2 separate regions of the Mus musculus genome follow, and region 2 is linked to region 1. A link is a contact called in public HiChIP or PLAC-seq data. All regions are on one chromosome and are shown on one strand. The core of a region is the stretch at or near the end of the contact, and the rest is flanking DNA. Distances in the headings are between cores, read along the strand shown. Region 1 overlaps Mia2 (MIA SH3 domain ER export factor 2). Region 2 holds the start of Fbxo33 (F-box protein 33).

Evidence for each region. HiChIP or PLAC-seq counts read pairs in DNA pulled down with a chosen protein or histone mark.
Region 2: a contact with region 1 is called in a BATF HiChIP or PLAC-seq map of CD8 T cells, with 6 read pairs. The contact joins the promoter of Fbxo33 here to the enhancer-like site in region 1. A contact is called at or near these places in 2 of 39 promoter capture datasets (the C10 cell line and second pharyngeal arch cranial neural crest), 1 of 15 datasets of contacts at CTCF or cohesin (CD8 T cells), 13 of 484 Hi-C or Micro-C datasets (CD4 T cells, CD8 T cells, the HPC-7 cell line and 7 more), 8 of 115 datasets of contacts at active chromatin or transcription factors (CD8 T cells, the SCID.adh cell line, embryonic stem cells and 2 more) and 4 of 9 other capture datasets (adipose tissue, liver, macrophages and 1 more).

What each region holds. Positions count from the first base shown.
Region 1 is chr12:59,159,681-59,164,279 of GRCm38.p6, forward strand. Mia2 (MIA SH3 domain ER export factor 2) reads left to right here. Exons shown (of 30, transcript NM_001368839.1): 18 at 496-586; 19 at 3,201-3,339. Among named protein-coding and RNA genes, the nearest start is that of Gm24233, 28 kb to the left of the region's middle. Within about 2 kb of position 2,756, at least 18 of the 459 cell types and tissues checked have an H3K27ac peak or open chromatin away from gene starts, as enhancers often do. A contact at or near this core is called in CD8 T cells, where this site is marked.
Region 2 is chr12:59,218,089-59,222,765 of GRCm38.p6, forward strand. Fbxo33 (F-box protein 33) reads right to left here and starts at 1,395. Exons shown (of 4, transcript NM_001033156.4): 1 at 772-1,395. The coding sequence starts at 1,391.

The DNA.
Region 1 (4,599 bases), core at 1,506-4,005:
CAGGGGGTAAATCTACATTTCCTTAGTAACTAATTTAAAGATTGGTTTTACTTTTTTCCATATAAGGTTATCTGAGAAATTAGGATTTTCTTTATTAAAATAATTGCTTTTATATTAACTTCAGAAATACACATAATTTTAGAATTTAGAAAATTTCAAGTTCTACAGTAATTCCTTCAGTTAAAAATACTTTAAAAATGTTTATTTATCTCATAGTTCCCTTTGTGTGTTGTTTTTCTTTTGGTTTTATTATTTTCTTACCCCGATAGATAGCTCCATGTCCTATTTTATGAAGTAAATAATAGCTTTGTTTCCTTCTGGTTTATTCCTTCCACCTGTCCTCGGGTAATCTGTATGAGAAGTCCAGAGAGTGCAGTGTGAAGGTTGCTTACGTCACCTTGAGTGAAAACAGCTGTAGAGCCATGTGGGGTGTATCGGGAGACGTGTGTGCATTGTGTGATTGACTATTGCTTTTTCTTCATTCCTTCTTTAAAGTTAAATGCTTCTTTAAAAGCCTTGGAAGGAGAACGAAATCAAGTTTACACTCAGTTATCTGAAGTGGATCAAGTAAAAGAAGACCTTACAGGTAAGGACTTCTCACTGAGTGTGTCTCCTGAAGAGGCTGGGAGGATGGATGGCTTCTGGGGTCTTGCAGGGTGTCCTTGTCAGTGTTTGATCCCTGTGAAAGGGACACTACGACCACGGCAACTCTTACAAAGGAAAGCAGTGAATTGGGGCTGGCTTAAGAGTTCAGAGGTTTGATTCACTGTGATGATGATGGGAAGCATGGCAGTACACACATAGACATGGTGCTGGAGAAAGAGCCAAGAATTCTACTTCTGAATTGTCAGGCAGCGGAAGAGACTGAGACTGGGACTGGCTTGAGCATTTGAAACCCCAAAGCCCACCCTCAGTGACACACTTACTCTAACAAGGCCACAGCTCCTAAAAGTGCCACTCTCTATGGGCTTGAGGGCCTGTGGAACCATTTTCATTCAAACCACCACATGTGTCATATGTTTGGTATAGTTTTAGTTGTTAAAAAGTATCAACTTGATTCCAGGACAGCGAGGAACCTGTGTTGAATGCTCTTCCAATATTAATTAAACATTATAAAGCCCTAACAGGTCTGACTGCTCTGTGTGAGACAGAATATGCTGAGAACTAAGAGAAAAGCTCTGGGCAGCTGGAGCAATGGCTGACTAAATGCTGGGCTATTTCTTCCTTGTTTCCACTGAGCAGGAGTTTTCATTTGTTTCTGGAAAAGCAGAGCTCTGTAAGCATAAAGACTTGCACTAATTGGTTTTTGTTGCATACGAACATTTCCTTCTAGTCATCTCTCCCCCTAGTCTCTGCCTCACTGAAATAATTTACAACAGTCTTTCTTTTGGAGTTGTTGTTTTTATGTAACCCCAGGCTGTCTTGGAGTCCTGACGCTGCTCTCTGAACTTCCCATATGATAGGGTATATATAGGCTCATGAGTACCATGCTTAGCCTGTACAGTACCCTCATAAAAGAAAATATGAGGGATGGGGAGACAGCTCAAAGGGTAAAGTCCTCTCTGCTGAGCCTGACGACCTGAGGTCAGTTCCCAGTGGAAGGAGAGAACTGACCCCTGACCCTTGCTAGTTGACTTCTGACCTTTGACTCCTTGACCATGTAGGCATGTCCCTCTACCCCTCACCACTGCACTAAGTTTAAAAAATTTTTTAAGAAAAATAAAGTATGAGACAAATGAACTACAGTAGATAAAAGTAAAAGAATTTGTGTTTTTGGGTAAGATTTCTTTGGTATTGTGTGACTCATTTATAGAAGAGAGAATATACAACATGGATTTCTTTCCTAAGTGACTGTTTTTCGAATTGGCTGACAGCATAGATGGACATATGTTTTTTTCTGGTATAGATGTTTCCTGTACATGTACCATTTACTATCTGTGTATTTACATAAACTGTTTTTTTGGTATGTATGTTTAATTAACTGGTGTTTTAGAAAAACTACATACCATTACATTTAATTATTAAGCTTTTCCATGGTTGTTACAGTTTTAAACCTAATACATTCACACATGTTTTGGAAAATGATCTTAGAAGAGATTAGAACTGAGGTTCTCATCGTGGTCCCTTAATATGAGAGATGTTCAGAGCTGAAGTAATTATATCAAAAACGTAGTGGTGTGCTGGTTTATATGGAATATATAGTTACTTTGGCCTTTTCATTTTTGCGTGTGTTCTTATATGTCTGTATTTGTGTGTGTGTGTGTGTAGGACAAAGATTGATGCACAGTGTTTTCTTTGGCTGCTCTCCTTGTTTGTTGAAGAAAGGGTCTCCTCCAATCCTGAAACTTGCTAATTTGTCTAGAACAGCCGACCAGTGAGCCCCAGGGGTCCTGCTCTGCCTCCTAGCGCAGTAATAGTAATAAGGCTTACAGGCTTGCTTTGCTACCCTGCTTTCCTGTGGGTACCGGGGACCAAAACTCTGGTCCTCAGGCCCATGTGGCTCTCTGCCATGTCCTCATGGTCACTCTTTAAGGTAGCTTAGCTGTTGAAATAAAGTTAAAAGTCATTGTTATTCTTTCCCGTCTCCATCTCGTTTGAGACATGGTCTCTCATGAAACTGGAAATGAGCATTTGTTATCAGCTAGCTTGAATTACAGCATATGTAAAATTTTGCCTTAAATAGTAGGGCTGGGTATTTATGCACACCACGGCTTTGTGCATTCTAGGCACGTGCTCTGCCACTCAGCTGTCTCCACCAGCCTGAGCTCGAGTGTAACTGAGGTGCTGTTTCATTAGTTAGAACAGATAGCACATGAAACAGGGAATGCTGAGTGGAAATGCTTGCCTTTGAAACTCTCGTCCTCATAGCCTTCCTTCAGGAGCTACTAACTCAGACTGAGAATCAAATGCCAGAATTAGAATGCTGAAGATTGTGGTGATCTTCATACTAATAGTATTAAGTCTTTAAAATAGTGTGTGCAGCATCTCAGTTAGATAGTGAAAAGCAATTCGGCAAAGAAAGCATCCTACAGGTTTTCCATTGTTGCTGGAGGACGTTTGGGTTGTTGTTTTGTTTTAAGTGATTGTCTACAGCCATATCACCCAGGGCAATGTCTGATCTTGTCTATTTTTAATAAGGTTTTATTTTTATGAAATTTCCTTAGTTTTGTTCCCTTATGACTTTTCAATAATTTCTTTAGAGCATATCAAAAGTCTTGAGTCTAAACAAGCATCTTTGCAGTCAGAAAAGACAGAGTTTGAAAGTGAGAGCCAGAAACTTCAGCAGAAACTGAAAGTGATAACCGAGCTGTACCAAGAAAATGAAATGAAACTTCACAGGTAAGTGAAATGGCTATAAGTAGTGATTCTCAGCCTTCCCAGGGCTGTGGCCTTTATAGAGTTCCCACGGTGTGCTGACCCCAACCATCCAGTTATTCTGTTCCTACTTTACAACTGTAAGTTTGCTACTGCTATGAATTGTAATGTAAATCTCTGAGGTGCACCCCCAAAGGGCTCCTAATTCACATGCTTAAAACTGCTGCTCTAAAGTAAGTGTTATATATTCATGGCATTTACGCTATGATTATTGGAAGTTATCAGCTATATTGCACTATTCACTTTTAAGAAAATTACTTGATCTTGAAACCAATTTTTCTTCATGGAAGAAAGTGTAAGTGATGTTTGAATTTCCAAGCTATCACAGAATCTTCCTTAATGTCTAGTACACAGTTTTCAGATTATTGCCTTAAACTAACACTGGTAAATGGGCTTGGAATGCGAGTGATCTCTTTGGATGGAACTGCCTGATGCGTGTAAAACTGATTCCTTGCTCCTGTGCAATTAGTCTTGCTCAGTGTTCCTTGTCCTAGTTAATAAATGACAGTGTCATTTGCCTTGTGTTCAAGGTAGCTGCTCAGGTGTCTAACATGCTGCCTTTGTATGCCATATTCATCTTGTTAGCCTTTTTATCCTTAGCATGGTGGCAATTCCCCTCTGCCACTGCTCTGGTTAAAGCACCATTGGCAGTAGTTGGTGTCACAGTGGCCTCATGAATGTTATCTTTACACCTTAACTTCCTGTGCTTTCTTTTCTCTGCGATCACAGAATAACTGAAAACATGAATTATGGTTCCATACCTTGTCCTTCTTAGATCCCCCTAAGTACATTTAAATAGATTGAATGCAAAACTTCATCTTGTCTATCACTGCCTGCTGTAACTTGCCTTCTAGCTGTCTCTGCAGCTTATTCTGTTTCTCTTCTTTGTTGCTCTCTGTGGACACTGGCTTTCTTGAGTTTTGGTGTGTCAAGCACAGCTGTGTCTTTTGTGCATGCTGCTTTTGCTTTCAGTGGTTGGTGTTCTCCATCTGTGTTTGTATGGTTTGATCCTTTGCTTTATTTGGGTCTCAGTTCAGCTGTTACCTTAAAACGCTTCCTTGGCTGCCCTAACTAAAGAAATACCTGAACATCAAGTGTGTCCACCACCTGCTAATAAATTTCAACTGTGAGAAATACCATATTTTTATATATATTCCCAGTGCCTAAACTGGGAGGAAAATGGTAGGTCTCCTGTCAGTATTTGTTGAACATATAGATGTGTAT
Region 2 (4,677 bases), core at 145-2,644, 57 kb after region 1:
TGTAAGTTTGGAATGAATATCCAGATAAAGAAAATATAAATATGGTTTGGCAGGCACTAGACTTTCATAGGGACTCTGTGCTGGAGTCCGAATATGGGCCATGAGCTCTAGGTGGAATTACACTAAAGTCCTGATGCACAATGAGTCTCATACTTAACCCCCACAGTATGCCCAGCTCCTTTATCCCACCCCAAGTTAGGTAGCGTTACTTTTGTGTGAATCACTGGGAGTAAGTCCAGCCTGATGGTGTATGGGATGCGGCTTCAAGTCTGACAATTTTCCTCCCCTAATGATTTTAACTAGCACTCCTCCCAGTCTTTGGACATGGCCCAGGCTAGTAAAACTATTTCAGGTAAGAAAAGGACTGTTAAAGAATTCTTATAGGTTAATTCTTGTAATCATGGACATCAGCAAGGAAACTTACTCACCTCGTCACTATGAATTAATTACCCATCACCAATGGTCAAATTCAGAATCAGAAAACCACCTTATTTTTTTGTACAGGCCTCACCCTTAACTCACAACTTTCCCACGCATAAGATAATGGCATTGCCCAGCAGCTCTAGCCCATGGACAAGAACGGATGAATGAAAGCATGCCTGAGACGCTCCAGGAGTCCCGTTATCACCTCTTCTGTCTCCGGAAATAGTCTGGTCAGGAACGGATAGCTGCACCTACACAAGGCCATCCTGAGGCCGGCCGGCACACCCCACGGGATCTTTCCCAAGGCCAGCGGAAGGCCAGACCCTCTCGGTCCCCACGCAAGCCTACCTGTTGTTCCGGATGCTGAGCAGCACGCACAACACCAGCTCCAAGTAGATGCGCAGTACTTCCAGCCAGCGGGAGGAGAGCTGCAGGGCCTCCCCGTCTTCCCCTCCGGTGCCCGTGTCGGTGCCGCCGCCGCTACCGCCGTCGCCCGGGCCGCCGCCTCCGCTCAGATAATTCTCCGCGGCGAACTCAACCCGCAGCTCCCGCACGAACCAGCCGCACTTGCGCATGAGGAACTCTAGCCGCGGCTGCTCCGCGGGCGAGACGCGGAGGCAGATGCGGAGCTGGGGCCACAGCGCTGGGTAGAAGAGGCACTCCCGCCAGTGCGAGCAGGAGGCCGAGGCCCGCAGCCGGTCGGGCGCCGGCAGAAAGGAGAAGATGTGCACGATGAGCTCGCTGGGCAGCGACGCGGCGCCGGCCGCCTGCCCGCACAGAGCCATCCGGCTCGGCCGCCGGCCGCCCGTCCCCGGCCGCCTGCGCAGTCCTCGCAGCAGCCCCCGCAGCCGGCGCAGCTGCAGCAGCCGCAGCCGCTGCCGCCGCCGCCACCGCACCAACCGGGCGGCCCCGGCTCGGGTTCGCGCTCCCGGCGGTCGGGGTTGCGGCACTGACAAGAACAACAACATCAATGACAAGGAAGAAGGGGGCGGAACCGTCGTGCGCCTCGGCGGAACCAAGTGCACTCGGACCGGCTGAGAGGGGGGAAAAGCTGGCGCGGGGAGGCCTGCACGCCGCTGACTTTCCGTACCGCAAGCAAGTGCTCCCCGGCCGGCCCGGGCAACGACCTCGAAATCCTCTCTCGAACGGACCAGGGATGCGGAGGCGACCGCGCTGCTTCCGAGGAAACCGTGGTTCTCCCGGTACCCGGACGCGGAGGCTCGGTAGTGGTAGGGACTGAGAGTGACGTCACGGCGACGGGCGGAGCCTGGCGCGGCTTTGCGAGACTTCCGGAACCGGGGGAGCTCCTGGTTGCCTGGATCGCGCGGCACGTGACCGTTGACGTCAGCGACCCGGGGCGGGGCTAGAGGCGTGGGGGCGGGGCCACTCTGGGCGTCCCTCGCCGGGTAGGTCTGGCCCTTGCAGCGTGCTCGAGGCGGAACCCCGGCGTGCTGCGCTAAGTCCCGACGCTTTCTCATTCGCTGGGCTGAGGTCGCGGCGCCCGAGGGCTCGCACGCCGGCTTCTTTTTACATCTTGTTCAGAGCAGGACAAAATCGGCTTCCCAGGAAAGGCGGATCGTGGCGGCACGCGGACCTTCCTCTTCCGACGTGCGGAGGCCGCACACGCCCCATTGCTGAACCAGTGACGGCAGCGCCACCTTTCGTCTTTAGAGGGGCAGGAAAAAAATGGCTAACGATTTTCATCTTGAGGGCTGGTACCCAGACTTAAATGCTCTCTGAACCCTTGTCTGCAAAAGTTCTGTATAATTAGTATGTTTTATTAATAGCTAACGATCACTTAGTGGTAACATCAAATTAGGAAGTTAAGACAGGTTTTAATTTTCAGTTTCTTAAAGTCATTGAAGTGTTTGTGAAGAGAGCTGTGGATACCTCTTCAGTGTACCACTGTACTTCTGTAACAACACACCCCTGTATACAAAAGTAACATGGATGAAATAAAGTAGCTATTTTGATAGTCTCTGATACTCCTACAAATAAGTTGGAGAGGAGAGCTTTTCTTTAGTTTGGTGCCCCCAAAGAAAGGGATTTTAAAAACAGCCCTTCACGTTCTCAGCATGCGAAGTATCTCAGTCAAATTGTAGGAAGCAGCGATATCTAAAGGGTTAAGAGATTTTTTTTTTCTTTTCGTTTTTCGAGACAGTTTCTCTGTGTAGCCCTGGCTGTCCTGGAACTCACTTTGTAGACCAGGCTGGCCTCGAACTCAGAAATCTGCCTGCCTCTGCCTCCCGAGTGCTGGGATTAAAGGCGTGTGCCACCACGCCCGGCGTGGTTAAGAAATTTTATGTCTGCTGCTTCAAACCACACTAAGAAACTAGCTAGTCTAGATATCTTTAGCTCTGTGATGTAACAGCAGACCTTCTGTCACATTTCTTTTATACAGTTTGGTGTCACGAACCTAGTAAACTACCAATAATAGTATTTTTTTGTTTTTGTTTTTGGTTTTTGTTTTTTGTTTTTTGAGACAGGGTTTCTCTGTATAGCTCTGGCTGTCCTGGAACTCACTTTGTAGACCAGGCTGGCCTCGAACTTGGAAATCCGCCTGCGTCTGCTTCCCGAGTACTGGGATTAAAGGCATGTGCCACCACGCCCGGCTCAATAATAGTATTCTTTTACCTCTAAATTTACATCAGCTCAGTTGGTACTTTGAATAAAAAATGTATTCCAGGTAGGTCATTTCTTTGAACCCTTGTCTGTAAAATTCTATGTAATTACCGTTTTATAAGCATTCAATGAACATTAAGTGGTAACAGTAAATCAGGGAATTAAGACTTGGATTTGGACTTCAGTTTCAAAGTCATTTAAGTATTTTGAAGAGAGCCGTAGACTTCTGGAGCTCCACTTTAGTTTACACCTCTGTTATGGCTATTCTTGGATGCCAGTGTGACTATATCTGGAATGAAGTACAATCCAGAAATGGAGGGCAAACTTGTGAAAGATATTCTGCTTGGTTTGAAGTGGGTAGATTTACTTCTAGTTGGGACCTTTGAGGTGAAAGACAAGCCTGATTTGGATCTTGAGACAGGAAGACACACCTTTAACCTGGGCCACATCTTCTGTTGGAAGTCTACATGTGGGGCTGGAGAGATGGTTAAGAGCACTGCCTGCTCTTCCAGACGACCTGAGTTCAATTCCCAGCAACCACATGGTAGTTCCCAACCATCTGTAATGGGATCCGATGCCCTTTTCTGGTGTGTGTGAAGATAGCTGCAGTGTACTTACATACATGAGGTAAATAAATAACTCAATCTTTAGCCAGGCAGTGGTGGCACACACCTTTAATCCTAGCACTTGGAAGGCTAGGTAGCACTTGGTAGGTGGATTTCTGAGTTCAAGGCCAGCCTGGTCTACAGAGTGAGTTCCAGGACAGCCAGGGCTACACAGAGAAACCCTGTCTCGAAAAACCAAACTAAAAAAAAAAAAAAAAAAAGAAAGAAAGTCTATATAACTTGGAAGATTGGAAGAAGAAAGGTTCTGCTCTTTGCCTGAGTGCTTTCTCTTGTAGCGCATTCATTTTTTCCCTGGCTTTGGAGCCTACTTTGGAATTCCAGAATATACAGACACCCAGTTGAGACACTTCCAGCCTTGTGGGACTGAACAGCTACTAAATTCTTGGACTTCCCATTCACAGCTAGCCATTGTTGGATTAGCTACACTGTAGTCTGTAAGTCTTCCCAATAAATTCCATATATATGGAATATATATAAGGTCTGTGACTCTAGAGAACTCTGACTAATACAACCTCTATAAAAACAAATTACATCACAGGTGGCAAAAATATTTGAATATTTACTAACATTCCATATTTAAATTAAATTATTTCCCAAAATAGGTTTTATAGATGCTTTGTACAAACCAGGATCCAATTAAGGGCCACACTTGCATTTCTTTATGTAATTTAAAAGTTTATTTTCCTCCATTAAATAATCTGGGAAGTATTTTTGCTTTTTTCCTTAAATGTCCTCCTCTTCCTCTAGCCATACACTTAGTAGGTCTGACAACAATTCATGATTCTTGCCTAAATCAGTGTTCAAATGGTAGTAACTTTCTTTTCCATCATTGCATCTACAGTTATTAGTTTGCATTATTCTGTTGAAGAATAGAAAATTACTGGCCTCTTGTGAAAACATGAATTTTTTACCTCGGAGCCCACCCCCTCCCATCTAGAGATTGTAACACTCCTAAACTTTTCACCCCAAAACTCCTCACCCTAAAGTTCGAACCCTCCCAACTAAA